Linked DNA regions of Mus musculus: region 1 is linked to region 2. The links are chromatin contacts, called in public promoter capture Hi-C maps. All regions are on one chromosome and are shown on one strand. Each heading gives the region's core, a stretch centred on a gene start, on an enhancer-like site or on the middle of the called end of the contact. The rest is flanking DNA. Distances are from core to core; before and after follow the strand shown.

Region 1 (3,223 bases), core at 569-3,068, 1.3 Mb after region 2:
AAATGTGTGTTTGAGAAATGACCCAGGAGCCTGCACTAGAATTGGAGCTAAGAAACTGAGCAAGCCTTTTATTATTAAGTGAAGGGAATGAACATTACTGAGAGCAGGAACAAGAAAAGCAATATTGAGTGTTCTATAAACATTCCATTGTCTCTTACTGTGTAATACGAGAACCATCTGTTTTTGGAATCTTGGATGGGTCATATTTAAAATTTTATTCATAAGTGACATAGAGCTATTAGGTTAGGATCCATGAGAATGTAACTCACTTTTTTTGCATTTTATACAAGATATACATCATGAAAAAAATCAATTAGTCAAATTAGTCTCTCACACACGCACACACGTGCGCGTGCGCGTGCACACACACACACACACACACACACACAGAGAACTGAGTGAGGACCTGGGAAAACTAGGCCATGTCTCAAAGGGTTGAGAACAGCCAGTACTTGTACTGGCTTTCTAAAGGAAGGGTCCATGTTTGGAATTGGTATTGGTTAGGGGTCTGTAAGACAAAGGCAAAGACATTGTTCCAAATAAAGTGAAGGAGGATCTGTGGTAGTGGTAGAGGTGGTTGTGTTGGTGCTGGTGCTGGTAGTGGCATGTGTAGCCAACATAAATTAAAAAAAAAAAAAAAGAATAGTACAAAGAAGCCTGCTATGTTTTCGAACACTCAGGGAATGTCTTACAAAAGGCAGAATGTGCAACAAAAAGAAGACATCTGGACAAAACATAGCTGTTGAACTCATGAAGTTATTGTAGCTATAGTTATCTGTACAAGGCTTGCATAATATTGGGCCTACCAACATTTCATCATGGATAGGCCAGGGACCCAGTAAACCCTAATCCTCTCTGAGGGAATATTGACAATTAATGTTTCCTGAGGCTCAGCATATGATTTTTTTTTCTGTGACATAAACACTGATAAGCTGCCTAGGGCCCAGCAAATAGCTTCCCACCCATGCTCACAGAAGCAATTCTAATTAAACTCAGTGGATCCCCTGAATACACAAACGCCAGGAAAGTAGAAGAGGGACACAGAGGGGCAATATCTTGAGAAGGGTTCCAGCAAGAACAGGAAAGCAGGCAATAGTATAATGGGGACAAAAGTGACAGTAAATGCACTTCTCAATCCAGACAAAACAGCTCATTCAGTATTCCATCCTCCCCATTTTTTTTCAGTGTTGGGAATTGAATATAGGGCAGCATGCTTGCTAGACTAATGGTTTACCATTGAGCCATGTCCCTAGCACATGGACCCCACTTTAGTTTTGAGATAAACTATGCAGACCAATCTGGCCTAGAGCTTGTGTTGATCCTCCTGCTTTAGCTTCCTGAAGGTTGGGATTACTGACATGCACTCTGATGCTCAGCTCCTTGTTCTCTTTAAAAATAAGTTATTAGTTATAGCACGCATTTATTTATATGCATCAGCCTGATTCACTTAAGGCTACAAAACTTAAAGTCTTTCTTTCTGGAATCAAATTTTCAGGGTGAAATTCTGCTTCTTTATAAGTAGCCATAAATGCATTTTGAAAAAAAAAATCAGAATTTACTTTAATTTTCTTTTTTCTCAGTCAACTGTATTCATAAGCAAGTATGAAGCATGTTTTCCCCAGGGATTCTAGATTTCTTGTTATTAGGTATGCAGTGAATGTATCCAAAATTGTCCATTCTCTTGGTTGTATGGAAGAATATGAGAGTCTTTTTTCAGGGACTAGATATGCTAATGAATCAGCTGAGACCAGAGACCTTTGCTTTCCAGAGTAGAGCATTCTGAGAAATGCATTCTCAGTCCTGAGGGAGTTGTGGCTTTCCTCTCTGTGTAAAGTCAAAAGGGAAAAATTACTGCAGTGTACAGGCATCTTGCTAGAAAAGGACACAGTGATTGTAACTGTTCTTTGCGTGGACAGATTTATAATATTACCAGTAATTCTCCACACACACGGAGTAGTTACAGCAAATATTTGTGCCTTAGCTTTTGGTAAAATTGGTTGCATAGGGTGCTGTAAGAAAGCAGGATTTCCAGGTCCTCGCAAATCAGGCCTTAATGTAAATGCATTTCACAGTGATAGAATATGCTTCTGCAGTATTCATCTTAACTGAGTACTTGTTATAGATGAGCTCTGAATATTTATAAAATCAAAACTAATCAAGGACAGCCCCCCCAACCAAACCAAAGCATTCCTTGTATTTTCATACTAACACACACATATCAGAGTCCCTGTCTCATATGCTTTTACTTTTCATAAGGATTTTGTAGTGAAAATGCTCAGTTGTTTTTCTTTGACTAAAAAATCTTGAATAGAATGTGACTTATTTCAGCAAGCCATTTTCTGAATGCGTGGAATGTGTGTCTTTATTTGGGAAATGAATGCATTCAGCGTACCTTCGGGGGAGCGGAGTGCATTTCATAGCATACCACTAGGTAAAGAGTAAAAAAAAAATATTATTTGATTATGCTAAGCTCCTAATCTTAAATTTCTTATATAGATCTTACAACCTTGCTGGATTTAACAAACACACTCAATTAAAGAACTTTCCTAGGATTTTTTTATGAAGCAAGAACCTAATACTCTTCTAATCATCATAAAATAGTTTGGTGGATGATTTTATGCAATAGCATCTAAAATTTATTTTTAGTTTCAGATGTGGACTTGAAAATAAATTAATCCCACAGAAATGTGTTTGACAGCATGTATATTAAGTGGGAGTAACTATTGAAAATGTGATTTTTCAAGTCAACATGAGTATTTTTGTTTTAATTGTATGTTTCAGTTTGTTTGGTTTGAATTCTCTTTTCTACCATTTTCTAGCTGTGTTGTTTTTGGCTAGAGAGTTAAGTGCTGTGCAAACTGTTTGCTCATTAACTAACATGAGCTATGCAAAGTGCTTAGTGTAATAGCAGACATGTAAGGATTTAGGAGTATTTTACTGAAGTATGGTAAATTGAAATTTTAAATGTTTATGAAACAGAAATTGCATTTGCATATTTTACTCTCCCTACAGAATATGGGGGTGGTGGTTAGTTTGCTGGATATTATATATAAACATGTTCTGAAGAAAAATGAAAATTGCTAGTTATATTTGAAGCCTTAATTTAGGTAAGAACAGTAAATCAGGGAACCTTAAGTTATTCTTTTTAATACTTTCTGTGTTTTTATATCAAAATACAAATATTTATAAGGAGTTTCATTCATCCTACAAGGTTGTTGCCTTT
Region 2 (3,224 bases), core at 101-2,600:
TTCCTCCAGGCTAGCACTTTAATGTACAGCATATCCTGACTAGTGCTGCAAGATTTACTGGATGACATAAAATTGAACCCATCAAAAAACCATTTTTACCTGTACTTCAGGCTTATAGACTAATAGCGCCAAAAGAGCTTAACACGAGCTACAGAACAGTTACCATAACCCATGGTTTATCTTTTTGCTATCTTGGAGTTGAAGAAAAAGCAATTTATTTTATTTTTCTCTAAAGCCAACCCCTGGAAGGAGCAAAAATTACAGCAACATGGAGCTTCTGTGATGGAATTTAAGTAGTGAAAAAGAAAAAGAAAGCCAAATTGTGTTCATGACGTCACCAGGAAGCTTTATTCTTAGCCCCTACTAATTGCCCAAGTGGCCAGACAGGTTTGGCTGATGGACTTTATGGCTTCAGGAATAACCTGAATTTCCTCAAGTGTTAAATTAGAATGCAGCGGGAACAGAAAGCGAGCACAGTTAGTTCGGAGGGTTCGTAGCAATCGCTCAACCTCATCACCAGTCACCTGCAGTCATTAAAGGGCAGTTCGCCAAAAGCAGTTTGTCCACGTACGCTTTGAGAACCTACACCTCCGCCTGGAGCCATAGGCAAACTCCAGTCGCCTCCCCTAGGTCCTGGCACCATTCCCTGTCAATTTCAAAGAGGCCAAAAATTCACTGATAAGGCAGGTGACAGAAATCCTCAACAAGGGGCGGTACGGGCTCAATTATCTCTGTCTGTCCACTGGCTCCTCTGACCCTCCCCACATTCGAGGATGGCAGCGGAGGCGGAGGCGGCGGCCGCAGCGAGGAGGAGGGTGAAAAATAAAAAAAATAAAAAAAAGGCCAACCCCAGGCCGCTGGAGCCTACCCATCCGCATCACAGCTCCCTCGCCCCACGTGCGGGCCCAAAGGGTCAAGCCCCTGGGCGTGTCCCCAGCACCCCTGCCTTCGCCCCCCCCTCCCCAGCCCCCAAGGCCCTGGTAGCATCTTGACCAACAGAAAGGATACTCTCCATGTTCGACATGATCTCTCGAGTTCACCGGGCGGGAGGAGGGGGAGGGGCAGGTAACACGCGGGACAGGGGCTGGACCCGCGAGTTGTGGGTCGCTTGGGCGCGCGGAGGGTGGCGGTTGTAGCGGGTTTCGAGGGATCCTAGCCCACTTCCTGTTTCGGTTTAGAACCCGTGGTGGGTGGAGTCCCACGAGCTAGAGAGGCGGGACTGGGACGACGCCAACATGGCTGCAGTGAGTCGCTTCGGTTAGGATGGCTCTGGTCGCTTGGGGGCGGTGGAGTCCGAGAGCTGAAGCTTAGGTCCCTCCCACTTAGATGCTTCACGTGCGCTCAGGATAACTGCGCTAAACCTGGTCCGGCATCCCACCGGACTTCTAGTTCTTTCTTTTGTCAACCTGGACGCCGCTTAGCCTTCCGCCCACCTCGTACCTCAGATTTCACACAGTCCTGGTCGTCCCTCATCCCTTTCTCTCAGAGCTTAAGTCTTAAAGGGTGAAGACAAAGGTATAGGACTTTTAAAGTACTTTTTAAAAATTCTGACAGTGTAAAAGAACGGCTCGAGGGGTTAGTGTGGTGGGTAATGTTGAGGTTTTTTAAACAATCTTGAACCTTAGAGTTGTAGGGTTGAAGGGGAAGGAGGAAAAGTCCGGCTCTACTTGAGAGGTAATGTTGCTTCGAAATTTTTTCTCATATTAGTTGGTTTAATTTTATTTTTCTTAAGCACAGCTGATGTATGGTCTAAAATTAATATAAAATCTCTATAATGGGTGGGAGCAGTAATGGGGGTGGTCGTAGATAGAGCTTGGCGTATTTTACGTTCCTTTGACTTTCAGAAATGTCCAGAGGTGGATTTATTAGAAGCACTCTCTGGACTTAGGAAAAGAGGGAATTTTAAGCAGATTTGTGGCATTTCAATTTTAGTGTCATAGAAATTACATATATTACTCTGAAAGTTAGTGTAATTGTCGTAATTGCTAAATCTCAGAAGTTTGTCATTTACCTCATTCTTAAATTCAACCTGTGGAATTATGTGCACAATGCCATACACTTTTTATCCTTAGGATTATTTCTTTTTTTTTTTTTTAACAAAACTGGCTTTAAAAGTGAATATTTTATTATTTTGTGTTAATGATAGTTGGTAAAAAGCTTCAGACTGTTTTCTAACTGTCCGTGTTTCATTAAAAGAAAAAGAGAACCCTTGCTCAATACAAAGTTCTGGGAAGTACAGTCTAGAAATCATTTCAATAGGCAGAACCGTGTAAAGGTTATTTTTAGGTTTGCATCTCACTTTATAGTTGGAGAACAAGACTTATGAAACTGAAAGCTTTGGAAATTTCATCAGTTCTCTGTGTGCCTTAAACAGTTGCCTTCATTGCTGGAAAACTACCTTTGGGGGTTAAAGGTAAAGATATCTGTCTGGAAAGACTTTCCCTTAGCACTTACTATTTTTAACATCATTCCTTCAGTAAAACCATAAATACTAGAACAACCTACCAAAACTTAAACATATGTGAGTTTTAAAATGCTGTTGTTAGAGTTATAGGTATGCAATGTATAAAAATAAACGTTAAATTAAAATTTTTTTCAAACGATAAACTTTTTCAAGAAGTATCTCTTTTATAAGGTCCTTGTTTATAGAGAGTGTTTGCTGCTGCTGTCTGTCTTAAGTAAAAAACAAAACAAAACTGTTATCGTCTGTACTAAACACCTAGAAGGTATTTTACGTTTATGAGGTCTTTTATGTTTTAAATCCCAAAGTTAACTTCATATTTTCTTGACTATCTGATTTTAATCATGGTCAGTTTTATAATTGAGTCAGTTACATGAATAAGTATTTTAAGTGAAAATATTTATAAAATAATCTTTAGATCCTAGACACTAAATATTAATATTTGTTTTGACTGCTTTGTGACAATGCTTTTGTGGCTTTTTAGCAAAATTTACTAAAGTGACTAGAAAATGTAATGGTTTATTGAAACTAAGCTCCATTGCAGGAAAGAATAGGAATGCACCAGGAATGGGAATAGTGTATCTCTTTATAATTTTTCTCAGATTTCCTGTTCTTGTTATAACATCAGGTGGATAATCTGAACTTCTTTAAATTATGATAAAATAAATTCAGAGATGGACCCAAAGGTCAATATTTTTCCTCTATTTACATAGTATAATTGGATATTCAAGTATATAATAATAAATTCTTTATTGAATTAATA

The links. Promoter capture Hi-C pulls out the DNA fragments that hold promoters and counts their contacts.
Region 1: a contact with region 2 is called in a promoter capture Hi-C map of liver, with 5 times the contacts expected there. The contact joins the enhancer-like site here to the promoter of Tent5d in region 2. A contact is called at or near these places in 11 of 39 promoter capture datasets (the 3T3-L1 cell line, 3T3-L1-derived adipocytes, the C10 cell line and 6 more) and 1 of 115 datasets of contacts at active chromatin or transcription factors (large pre-B cells).

What each region holds. Positions count from the first base shown.
Region 1 is chrX:109,131,908-109,135,130 of GRCm38.p6, forward strand. All of the region lies in intron 1 of Sh3bgrl (SH3-binding domain glutamic acid-rich protein like), which reads left to right. Among named protein-coding and RNA genes, the nearest start is that of Sh3bgrl, 38 kb to the left of the region's middle. Within about 2 kb of position 1,819, at least 17 of the 459 cell types and tissues checked have an H3K27ac peak or open chromatin away from gene starts, as enhancers often do.
Region 2 is chrX:107,815,127-107,818,350 of GRCm38.p6, forward strand. It overlaps Tent5d (terminal nucleotidyltransferase 5D), which reads left to right and starts at 1,351. Exons shown (of 6, transcript NM_001163104.2): 1 at 1,351-1,515. It overlaps 2610002M06Rik (RIKEN cDNA 2610002M06 gene), which reads right to left and starts at 1,208. Exons shown (of 8, transcript NM_025921.3): 1 at 1,009-1,208. The coding sequence starts at 1,024.